Regions from separate parts of the Sus scrofa genome. Here regions 2 and 3 are each linked to region 1. Evidence: chromatin contacts called from public Hi-C data. All regions are on one chromosome and are shown on one strand. The core of a region is the stretch at or near the end of the contact, and the rest is flanking DNA. Distances in the headings are between cores, read along the strand shown. Region 1 has its middle 360 kb from the start of MYC. Region 2 has its middle 560 kb from the start of MYC. Region 3 overlaps LOC106509952 (a long non-coding RNA gene).

Region 1 (3,467 bases), core at 519-3,018:
AATTTCAGACATCCTGCTTTTGGTCTTGCTCAGCTTGCCTGCCTGATGTCTTACCACCTATCAGTCTTCCAAAAAGAGACACTTCGCGGCATTCTAGAATCGCCTTTGGAACAGCCTTCTCACTTGGTACTCTGAATGTCTTTTTGGTTGACAAAACCCCAAACCCAGATGGGCAATTAGGGATTAAGGACACCATGGTTTGGGGTTTATTTCAGCTAATTGGCCTCCTTTGTGAAAGATCTGTGACAACTGGCCTGAATAATCCTCCCTCTTTAGCAGTAGTAAGTCTTCACCTTCTGTGTAGTGGGGATGTCCAAGGCTGTTTTGACTGGTGTATCCTACTGAGTTGTAAATCTGAAAAGGTATTGTAGACGCCCCATTGGTTGTTGGGAACAATAAACAGGATAAAGCCCCTGCGGTCTTGCCGTCTGCCTCTTCACAGTCAGCATTCAATTTAAGTTAGGTAATTTTATTTTCTAGAACCTGCGTATCCCTGACTCTTACACACAGCAGGATGCACGCAACGCCATTCTTCTCTGTAGCTGATGGCACATGGCTTGTGAGGCCTTCCTTTTTTTTTTTTTTTTTTTTTTGTCTTTTTGCCTTTTCTAGGGCTGCTCCCGTGGCATGTGGAGGTTCCCAGGCTAGGGGTCTAATCGGAGCTACAGCTGCCGGCCTACCCAGAGCCACAACAATGAGGGATCCGAGCCGCGTCTGTGACCTACACCACAGCTCACGGCAACGCCAGACCCGTAACCTATTGAGCAAGGCCGGGGATCGAACCTGCAACCTCATGGTTTCTAGTCAGATTTGTTAACCACTGTGCCACGAAGGGAACTCCAGAGGCCTTCCTTTTTTCTGGATGGGTTTTAGAAGTGGACAGGAGGAGGATGTGGTCTGTACACAGTTACTCAGAAGGCTCTGCCAACTATGAGTTCTTTGCTGGCTGGAGCACTCGGCTCTGAAACATGCTGCAAGATCGAAATGGGCTTTTGGGGCTGAGTTATGCTCTCAGTTACACTCGTGTGACAAAGATTGCTATCTTGACTCTTCAAGCCAAGGAGGGAGGGGTCTATGTGGGCAGGGGGCAGAACGGGGAATTAGATGTCCTTAGACGTGGCTCTTAGAGTTCTTCAGAAATAAGAGGTTATAGCCGGGTTTTGCTGGGGGGTCAAGGTGGGCGGAATGAGCTCATAAGCCAAGTACAAACCCAGACAAGGAGGAAGTGAATTCACATTCTTGCTTTCTACTAAGGCAAGAAAAACAAAACAAAACAAAACCCACCGACCTGTTCCCAAGAGCTCATTTTCCATCTCTGCTGGGCTCATCAGAGTGCAGCGCGAGTCTGCACAGAGGCCTTGGTGGGAGAGGGCTGGTGAAAGCTCACCTTTGGAGCCCCTGCCTTTTTTATATGAAACATGCCCCGGACTCTCCTGAGGGCCCCGCTTATGGTGGATGCAGCCTGCTGGGCCACAGAGGGAAACTGCAGGGGGTGTCCAAGTTCACATGGCCCACATTCCAGGGGAATGTTTTTGACATTGAGCAATAGAAGGGCTCTGCCAGGTTTGGGTCTGTCCGATTGGAATGCAACCGAAAAGGAAAGTCCCGGAGTGATTCAGATTCTCACCTCCCCACAACCTCTTCTTGTTTTTTTTTAATTCCTTTTAATTCTCTGATGACGAACTCAGCCCAGCACGCCTACTGACCCCATAGCCCTTGTTGGTGCTGATAAAAGTGCAACTGCCTGGGAGATAGGAATGTAAATCAGAATATTTTGTTGAGTCATGTGTACTCTGCGGCTCTTTCCCAAACATTGCATCAGACCCGTAATTGGCAGCTCCCAGGACTCTGCTGGGTGACATTGAATGTCCAGGAAAAGCTCAGTCCGTTTCTCGACAAAATGTACTCTCACTCACTCCATCTGCCTGGTGGTAATATCCTGTTCTTAAGAAAGCCGAACCCCTGGACGGAGCAGAGGCACAAACCGGTTTTGTAGATAAGTTTGAAAAATAAGACAATTGGCCTTTCCCACCCACTCGGGTCTCTTAGCAACAAGACAGCTGATGGTATCCACCCGGGGGGAATAAAGGCACAGAACATGTGGGGGAGCCTGTCTGAATTCCTGCCCGCCGTCTGATTTATTGAAATCTTCCTGCATTCTTGGGTGTGGAGACCCAGGAGCCACGTCATAAGAGCTTTCCCCTGACCTTCTCATGACCCCCGCAAATGAGCAGATAGAGGAAAAATCTCAGCATGGAATGGACATTTTTCCTCTGTGAGAATCTGCTTTATCTGAGGGGGCCATTTCCTTTGATCTGGGGAGTCACCATTTGAAAACTTGAATGTGTTTCTAGAGGGAGGCAGGCTGGGATGGGACTCTGGAGAGAGCATCAGACTTGGGATGGGGGGGGATGTCTGATGTCCCCGGTGCTCTCTCCCTGTGGGACCCCAGGCAGGAAACCCCTGTGCTCTCCCCTCCACCCAGCACTGGCGTTCTCAACTGCAAAGTAAGGATGCTGCATTGGATGCCTTTCAGCACTGAATCGGCGATGAGTGTCTCTGTGTGTGTGAGTGTGTGCATTTATATCAACTTTCTATTCTAACATGTGAGAATTACTGAGTGGTAGAGCAAGGCCGTGAGGCCAGATCTGGCAAAGTCGGAAGCCTGTATCCATAACCACTGTGCTCTCCTCGGGCTGTGCCCACAGAGGAGCCACAGCATGGGTATCTTATGTTGTATCTGGGGATTTTTTTTTATCGATATCTATGAGTCCATGGGAGTTGAGTAGACCTGGGATGTTGCAGAGGATTTAGGCTTTAAGTCAGAGGGATCTGGGTTCATATTCTTGGTCTGCCTCTTAATATTCATATGGCCTTGGGATGCTCAACTATGACATGGGAATAACAAATCCTATGTGTTGGAGTTCCCGTCGTGGCTCAATGGTTAATGAATCCAACTAGGAACCATGAGGTTGCGGGTTTGACCCTTGGCCTCAATCAGTGGGTTAAGGATCTGGCATTGCCGTGAGCTGTGGTGTAGGTGGCAGACATGGATCAGATCCTGTGCTGCTGTGGCTGTGGCGTAGGCCGGTGGCAATAGCTCTGATTAGACCCCTAGCCTGAGAACCTCTATATGCCATGGGTGAGGCCCTAAAAAGACAAAAGACAAAAGACAAAAGACAAAAAAAAACCACCACCAACAACAACAACAACAAAAAAAGTCTTGTGTGTGATCTAGTTGCTCCTAGGATTAGGGAAATGATGTCTATAAAACACCTGGCACGTGCCTGCTCCATAGAAAGTGCTCAGTAAAAAGGGGGATTGAGGTTGAAACATTGATTGATTATAGGATCCTTGATGGGGGGACTTGCCCTAATTATCAGGTAACCCCCACAAAATATCATGACACACAGGAGACAAGTGTGAGTGTTTGTCGAACCAAGGAGATGTGACACCCCTCCCCCCAA
Region 2 (3,467 bases), core at 606-3,105, 200 kb after region 1:
CATTACTGTTTGATTAAGGGCTGTTTAAAGCCAGGATGGTGGCCTGTGCCTTTTGGAAGAAGCTAATCTGCTGTCACAGAACAATCTCGAATGCATGGCAAATACCAAGGCTTCTGTCAACTGCAGAGTGATTCTGTAAACTGCTCTAGGATTTGCATTTTCTTCACACAGGAGGACCAGAGGCAGCAGAAATGATGAGTGTGCATCAAAATGGGAAACCGGCAGGTCAAAAGAGAGGTCATGTGACTCGATCTGGTGTGGCTCACTATAAGTGCTAGTCGGCGTATTTCTGCCTTTTTTAAAGCCCTTTAGTCAGTCTGTTTTTTACAGTTGTAAGTAGAGAGTCTGGTTCAAGAGAGCGAGGAAGTGTAGGACAGTGGTTAGGAGGGCGAATCGGGGTCAGACAGACCTGGGTTTGCCTCTGGTTTTGTCTCCCTTCCAAATTATATAATTTTGGTCCCGTTACATAACCTCTCTGAGTTCTGGTCTCTCCTCCATAAAACTGAAGTGATTGTTCCTATCACAGAGGATTGCTTAAAATGCTAAAGGGGTGATGCCTGCAGGATGCTGACCACTGTGTCTGGACGACAGCGAATATCAACAAAGGCTCGTGCATTATTTTATTATTATTGTTATTATTATTAGTTATTCCTACTGTCACTAGCATCATTTCTGCACGTTTACTAGGCTGTAAATGGTAGTCAGGCAGAATTCTTCTCTAATTCCTTTTTATCCCCCATAGCAGAACAATGACTAGCACATAAATAGCCCTCGATAAATATTTATGAAATGGTTTTACATTATTAATGCATGGCTTTGACTTATTAGCAGTTTCTTAATGATTTTAATCTCGTTAAATTATTTGTTCAAGAAACATTTGACTAATTTTTTTTCCCCTCTTGTACTCATTTTTCAGTGGATTTTAGCCAACCCGTCAGGAAGAGGCAAGAAGCAGGAAAGTGCTATTTGGATAGACTAGGAGCTTTGGAACCAGACAGAACTGGATTAGAATACCTACCATATGGCATCCTAGACTCAGGCTTTTCATCTATACAATGGGGGTAACTGTGGTAATAATACCTATGACAATACACACTTCATGGATTCGGGGTGCTAAGCACTTCATCTTTATTATCTCATTGATTCTCATAGACACCTTGGGAGGGAGAAGCTACAATCGTCTGTTAAGTGGTTTTTCTATGGTGAGAACCAGGAACAAACCAGATGAGATAAGTGAAGCACCTGGCTGGTAGAAAAGGCCCCAAAGACAATGTGTTCCATCTTCTTCTCCTCCTGCCACATCTCTGGGCACTGGGGCACAGAGAGGTTTTAGCCGCACGGCTGTTGAGGTGTGCGGCTGGGCTTCCAAGTTCAGCCAGCTGGGTCCCAGGTCTGTACCACCTCCGTGGGGCCTGAGAGCTCCCATCACAGGTGCTTGAAAGATATTTTTGCATTTATGGGCGCCCCTCCTCTTATCTAGCTGGTTTGGGGCCATGCAGAATGAGTCAGCCAGTCACAAGCCTGCTCCCAAGGCCAGCTTCCAGGTGACAGAGACAAATGCCACACTGGATCAGAACACACAGACCTGCCGGACCAGCAGGCCTTCTGCTCAAGTCCTTGGCCACACTCTGCCATTTTGCTCATGGAAGTGTCAGCACTGTCTGCCTACCACCTTCCTGATGGGAAGCGGCTTGCTGTGGGATCGGTTTGAGGTCTCCTTGAAGCTGCTTCATCTTTTTTTTTTTTTTTTTTAAATAGCTGTTGGTAGAGCCTTGCTGAGAGGCCCAGAGCTGAGTCATCTTCAGGGCAAGCTGCTTTTGTATCTGTTGCCAACTGCCAGAGAGGCACTCTCTGCTTTTCTGATGCAAGAGACAGAAAGCTTCCATCTCTGACACAATGTCACCCCACTGGCTGGCTCTGTCCACACGGTTCAACAAACCAGTTTAGCCTGGAGGGAGAGAGAGACAAAGGGAGAGAGAGAGAGAGGAGAGAGAGAGTGAGAGAGAGAGAGAGAGAGAGAGAGAGAGAGAGAGAGGAGAGGGAGGGAGGGAGAGGAGGAGAGTCTTTAAACTCTGCGATAAAACCCGAGTCCTACAGGTCACACATCTGGCATGACCAGGCAGAGGGATGAGGTCGTATCTGGAATCGTGCTCCTGCTTCCCAACCTTGCCCTATGCTCCTCAGAAGCCAGGAACCGTGCCTCAAGGAAGAGGGTTGACTCCCTGCCCTAAGCCTTTGTTTCTGTAAAATGATGACTAATCTTGCCTAACACACCAGGTTGTTGGGGGATTGACTTTGTAACACAAAAGAGAAAGTGCCCCCACCCCCAACGACGGCCACCCTCAGACTGTGTCCGAGTCTGGTGCGGTCCACTTTCATAGGCCACTAAACCCTTCCTTCCTAGAATGCCTCCCTCTGACTGTGTGATTAATTGTGCCTATTGTTTGGTACCTGTCACCCTTCTTGGAACGGGAGATCAGCGTGTGCTGGGACAATGTCAGCCTTGTTCACCACTCCGTCTTGGCTGTCTAGCCAAGGGACTGGCAGCCAGGGCGGGTCCTAGATTAATATTTGTTGAATGATTAAACTGCAAGTGGTTTGAACACATTCCTCCTGGGTTTCCATCGGTCCCTTGCATTTGGTTCAACCCTCCCCACACCATACTGCTCAGAGGAGACCGAGTCCTCTTTGTAAAGTACAAATCCAACTTTTCATGCCTTTCCTTAAAGACCTGCTCTTCCCTTTATAGACAAGGAATAGTCCAGCTCCCTGTCTTCAAGCCCCGGTCTTTCCTCTTCATCATTCGAGCTCTCGTCATCCGGGGGGCACTGGGGTGGCTGCACCATTTAGAGCATCTCCGTTTTTTCACATGACATCCCCTCTGCCTAAAATATTCTCTCCTGGAGTTCCCATGTGGCTCAGTGATAACAAACCCACTAGTATCGGTGAGGTTGAGGGTTCGATCCCTGACCGCGCTCAGTGAGTTAAGGATCCAGCGTTGCTGTGAGCTGTGGGTGTAGGTCACAGATGTGGCTTGCATCCTGTGTGGATGTGGCTGTGGCTGTGGCTGTGGTGTAGGCTGGCAACTGCCGCTCTGGTTTGAACCCTAGCCTGGGAAATTCCATATGCTGCCAGGGTGCAGCCCTACAAAGCAAACAAACAAACAAAATCAAAACTGGCCTCTCCTGCTCAGAAGTCTTCTTCCCACATGTTCTTCTTGGAAAATTCTGGCATGTTACCTCCTCTGTGAAGTCTCCCTGACATTACCATGCCTCCAAGGAGAATCATGGTTCTCTTTTTGTGTCTCTGCTCTGTTCTACCCTTCATTTCCTAATTGCCCATTTGTCTTCCCCTGAAAGATAGGACGTTCGGGGGAGATGGGGGATGGTAGGTGGTGGGAGGGGCGGGGGCCCGAAGTCATAATGGCACCGAGTGAAAGGACCGAAAAGAAGGCTGTAAGGACAAGC
Region 3 (3,467 bases), core at 556-3,055, 170 kb before region 1:
CTCAGCCTCCCCCAAGTCTGTTTCCTCATTTATAAAGTCGGGATGCTGTGAGTGCCCGGGAGGATGTTGTGGGCGCTGAGTGTGATAGTGGAGAAAAGGGTTTCGCAGGCTGCCTCTCGTGGAGGAGGAAGTGCTCCAGAACGGACGAAGGTCCCTTTTTTTCCCTTTTAATTCATTCAGGACCCCATTTAGAGGGCCTGCCGTGCAGCAGACTGTTTCCAAGACCTCAGACTGCCGTGCACCGGCCACCAAGTCCGCCTGGGAAATGGCCTGTGACTCACCTTCCTGGCTGTGTGCAGCACCTCGCCCCTCGCAGAGCCGATGGCTCCCCCCTCTGGACCGTAGCCCGCAGTTGAGGGCAGGCCGATAGGAGGTCATTTGCGTTGTCCCCGGTCCCCCCGACCCCCGGCTGGTGAGCCTGTTTAGAGCAAAAACCCTCTTACACATCCTGATGCCCCAGGGTTGGGCCTGTTGAAAGAACACGGGACTGAATCATTGAAAAGGCGGGTGTAGAGAGGAAAAGCCAGAGTGGGAAGCAAAGGGAGAAAGTTTTTAAAGATGTGGCGCCAAGAGGGAGGCCGGGTGTGGTTTTTTTTCCCTTCGATGAGATGTTGAAAAGAATAAGCGATGTGCCGAGAAAAGGAAAAATGAGCCCTGCTGCACCCGGGAAACCTCTGCAAGGGTGGGAAGTTGGGTGAGAAAGTGTGGACGGCGAGAAGTCAGGTGGAGAAAGCAGCCCAGGACGGTGCTCACGCGTGCGTGTCCTCTTTGCTCGCGCCTTATACCTTTTCAAAAGGCGGTTGCGTTTCCATCCCCCCGACCCCCTCCGGGGCGTTCAGGAGCCGAGTGGCCACGGAGATGGAGAGCATGGGGCTTTGCCCTCTGGTCAGGGTGGGCCCCTGACAGACAGAGGGTCCTCCAGGCTCACCAGGTGTGTGGGAGGCCTGGGGATGGGCCCTTGTCCATTCCGGGAGGCTTCCTGGAGGGGGTACTGTCTCTTGAGACTCTCGGAAGATGCATGTGAATAAGACATTAGCAGAAGCCTTTCTCTACTCAGCCGCCTGGGTGCTCACCTTCCCGCTGGCTTGGATTTTGTGATCTACTTGCTTATTCTCTAGCTAGTGTCACATTCTAGTGTCAGCAGGCAGCGGCCGTGAGTACAGCTCGCAGGCCCGCCTTTTTTTTTTTTTGCCCCTGGAGCCCTCAACCAGTCCTTCAGTTGGGTTTCAGAAGCCCACGCTCCTGGTCCAGGCCATCAGCTTGGGAAGCGGAAGTGTATACGGATGCAAAGCTGCCTCTTCTGGAATCCCTGCTCCCTGGAGCACCTGCAGGGCTTGAGCTCCTGTGCCGGAGGGTTGGGGGGGTGGGGGGTGGGTGTGGGGTGGAAGAGCCAGTGGGAGGCCAGGCGCTGGGGTAGAGGATCTGAAAGCTGGGAGAACGGTTCTTTTGACAGAGGAAAGGCTTGGCAGGTCTGTCTGGGGGTAATGAGAAAGGAATTTCCCCAGAACTCAGCTGCTGGAGGTGGACAGAGCGGGAGTAGATGTTAGGACCTCAAGGCTGACAGTCCTGGACACATCCCTGGGCTGGGCTGGTCTGTCCCGGGGTGGGGTTTAAGAAAAGCCCAAGCACTTGGCTCATGTGTGGCTTCTACTTGTTCTAAAGGCACTGCCCTCCCACCCGGAGCCTGTGTGCCTGCCCCCCTGGCTGAAGTCAGCTCACCCGGGCTGCGCGCCAGCAGGAGGGATCTGCAGCCTTCCCATCCGTGGGCTTGTTTGCCCCGTTCCTGCCGTGGAACAGACGAGTACCAGTATCTGGGCTTCTAGCCCAGTGTACTATCTAGGAGATTCTAGCCTACTTCCCTCTCCTCTCTCCGACCCTGGGCCAGTCCTTTCTAGCTCCCCATGCTTCTTTTCTCAGCTGCACAACCCAGCCGGGGGCAGGGCGGTGGGGGGGGGGAGCATGGTCAGTGAAAAAGAGCCCTTGTGGTTTGCCTCTCTCCCACCTCCTTACCTGCCTGGCTCCGGCCCACCGAGTTACTCTCCCTCCTCCCGGCCCCGGCCTCCTTCCTGCACCTGCACACAGGGTGCCTTTTTCCTGGCTTTTAGGGCCTCCTCGTCTGGCTCCGCCTCCCCCGGGAACATCTCTTGGCTCCTGCCTGATCGTCCCAAACCAGCCCTCTCTGGCCTGCAGTGAGAGGGTATCCGAAGGCACCCATCTGCGTGTCCTTGGACGCGCGCCAGCTCTGGTCATTAGCCACGGGGTGTGTGTGTGTCAAGGTCGCTTCCTTTATTCCGTGGCCAGAGTATTGAAAGATCTCCTGGCCCACTCGGAACTCTACCCTTGAAACAGAAACGGATTTTCAAAACACCTCTGCAACTGGCCCATTTTACTATTACTGTTTCTTGTGGTTTCATATTGAGGTTTTTGGCTCATTGCATTTGACCTGGGGTTTATTTTTAGTAGCGAAGACAGAGTTCAATTAATGTCAGAGACATGAGGGCAAATGCAGAGGAGGGATTCGTAAGTCTAGGGGAAAATGTGCCTAATTTTGTTTCTTCTGATAATATCTGTCACGCTGGCAGACACGCAGCTTCCTCGGCGGTGCCTTCGATGGGCTTTGCAGAGGCAGGGAATCTGCCCACCCCCCCAAATGGAACCGTCTCTGGGTCTCCTGCGGTCCAGTTTATCCAGCAGCTGGCCACACAGCTGGCCGTTATCGTTATGGCTGATAATTGTTATAATTAATATTAGAGTAAAGGCCACTCTTTGGAACCTTCATTTCTTATCATCTCCCCAGTGGGTTCGGTTTCCTTCTGTCTCCAGGAGCAGCACCCGACTGGCTTGACTATCCGCTCTCCTCCCTGCACCGTGAGTGCTTTGAGAACAGGCTCTGGGTCTGGCTCTCTCTTTAGTCCCAGCCTTTGGCACCGTGACAGGAGCACAGGCTATGCTCGGGGAATGTTTTCCTGGATCGCCTGCATTTTTTTGGATACCGGGTGTGGGTGAGAAAGTCAGACTTCATGCAGCCACTGCTCTTTCTGCAAGGGCTCCCCGGTCTGTTCTGGGGTTGGGGGAAACCAAGCCCTATTTGCTTAGGACTTAGCAGTTGATCAAGTTCCTTCTTGTTCTTCCGTCTTTCTTTTCTTCCATGGCGATTTACGGAGAACCTGCAGGGGCCATTATGCAGGTGCCTGGAATAAAGGAGGGAAAAAGCACCATTCCTGCTCTGAAGGAGATCCAGAGACAGATGCTGGCTTTATGGATCCCTGTGGTTCTGGATTGTGTATTCATGCCCCCCCCCTCCCCCCCCCCGCCCCGACCCGGAATTCAGATGTTGAAACCATAATCCCCAGCGTAATGGTATCGGGAGGTGGGGCTGTTGGGAGGTGGCTAGGTCATAGGGTGGAGCCCTCACGATGGGTCGAGGGCTCCTATAAGAAGAGACACGGGGCAGGTAACGTCTCCCT

What was found. Hi-C and Micro-C count contacts between places; a contact is called where the count stands out from the background.
Region 2: a Hi-C map of skeletal muscle shows a contact between it and region 1, with 3 times the contacts expected there. A contact is called at or near these places in 1 of 5 promoter capture datasets (liver) and 9 of 47 Hi-C or Micro-C datasets (embryonic fibroblasts, fibroblasts, liver and 1 more).
Region 3: a Hi-C map of skeletal muscle shows a contact between it and region 1, with 2.2 times the contacts expected there. A contact is called at or near these places in 3 of 47 Hi-C or Micro-C datasets (liver and skeletal muscle).

Annotation. Positions count from the first base shown.
Region 1 is chr4:12,098,427-12,101,893 of Sscrofa11.1, reverse strand. No RefSeq gene overlaps it. Among named protein-coding and RNA genes, the nearest start is that of MYC, 360 kb to the left of the region's middle.
Region 2 is chr4:11,893,884-11,897,350 of Sscrofa11.1, reverse strand. No RefSeq gene overlaps it. Among named protein-coding and RNA genes, the nearest start is that of MYC, 560 kb to the left of the region's middle.
Region 3 is chr4:12,263,824-12,267,290 of Sscrofa11.1, reverse strand. The region is part of intron 3 of LOC106509952 (a long non-coding RNA gene); the gene reads left to right. Among named protein-coding and RNA genes, the nearest start is that of MYC, 190 kb to the left of the region's middle.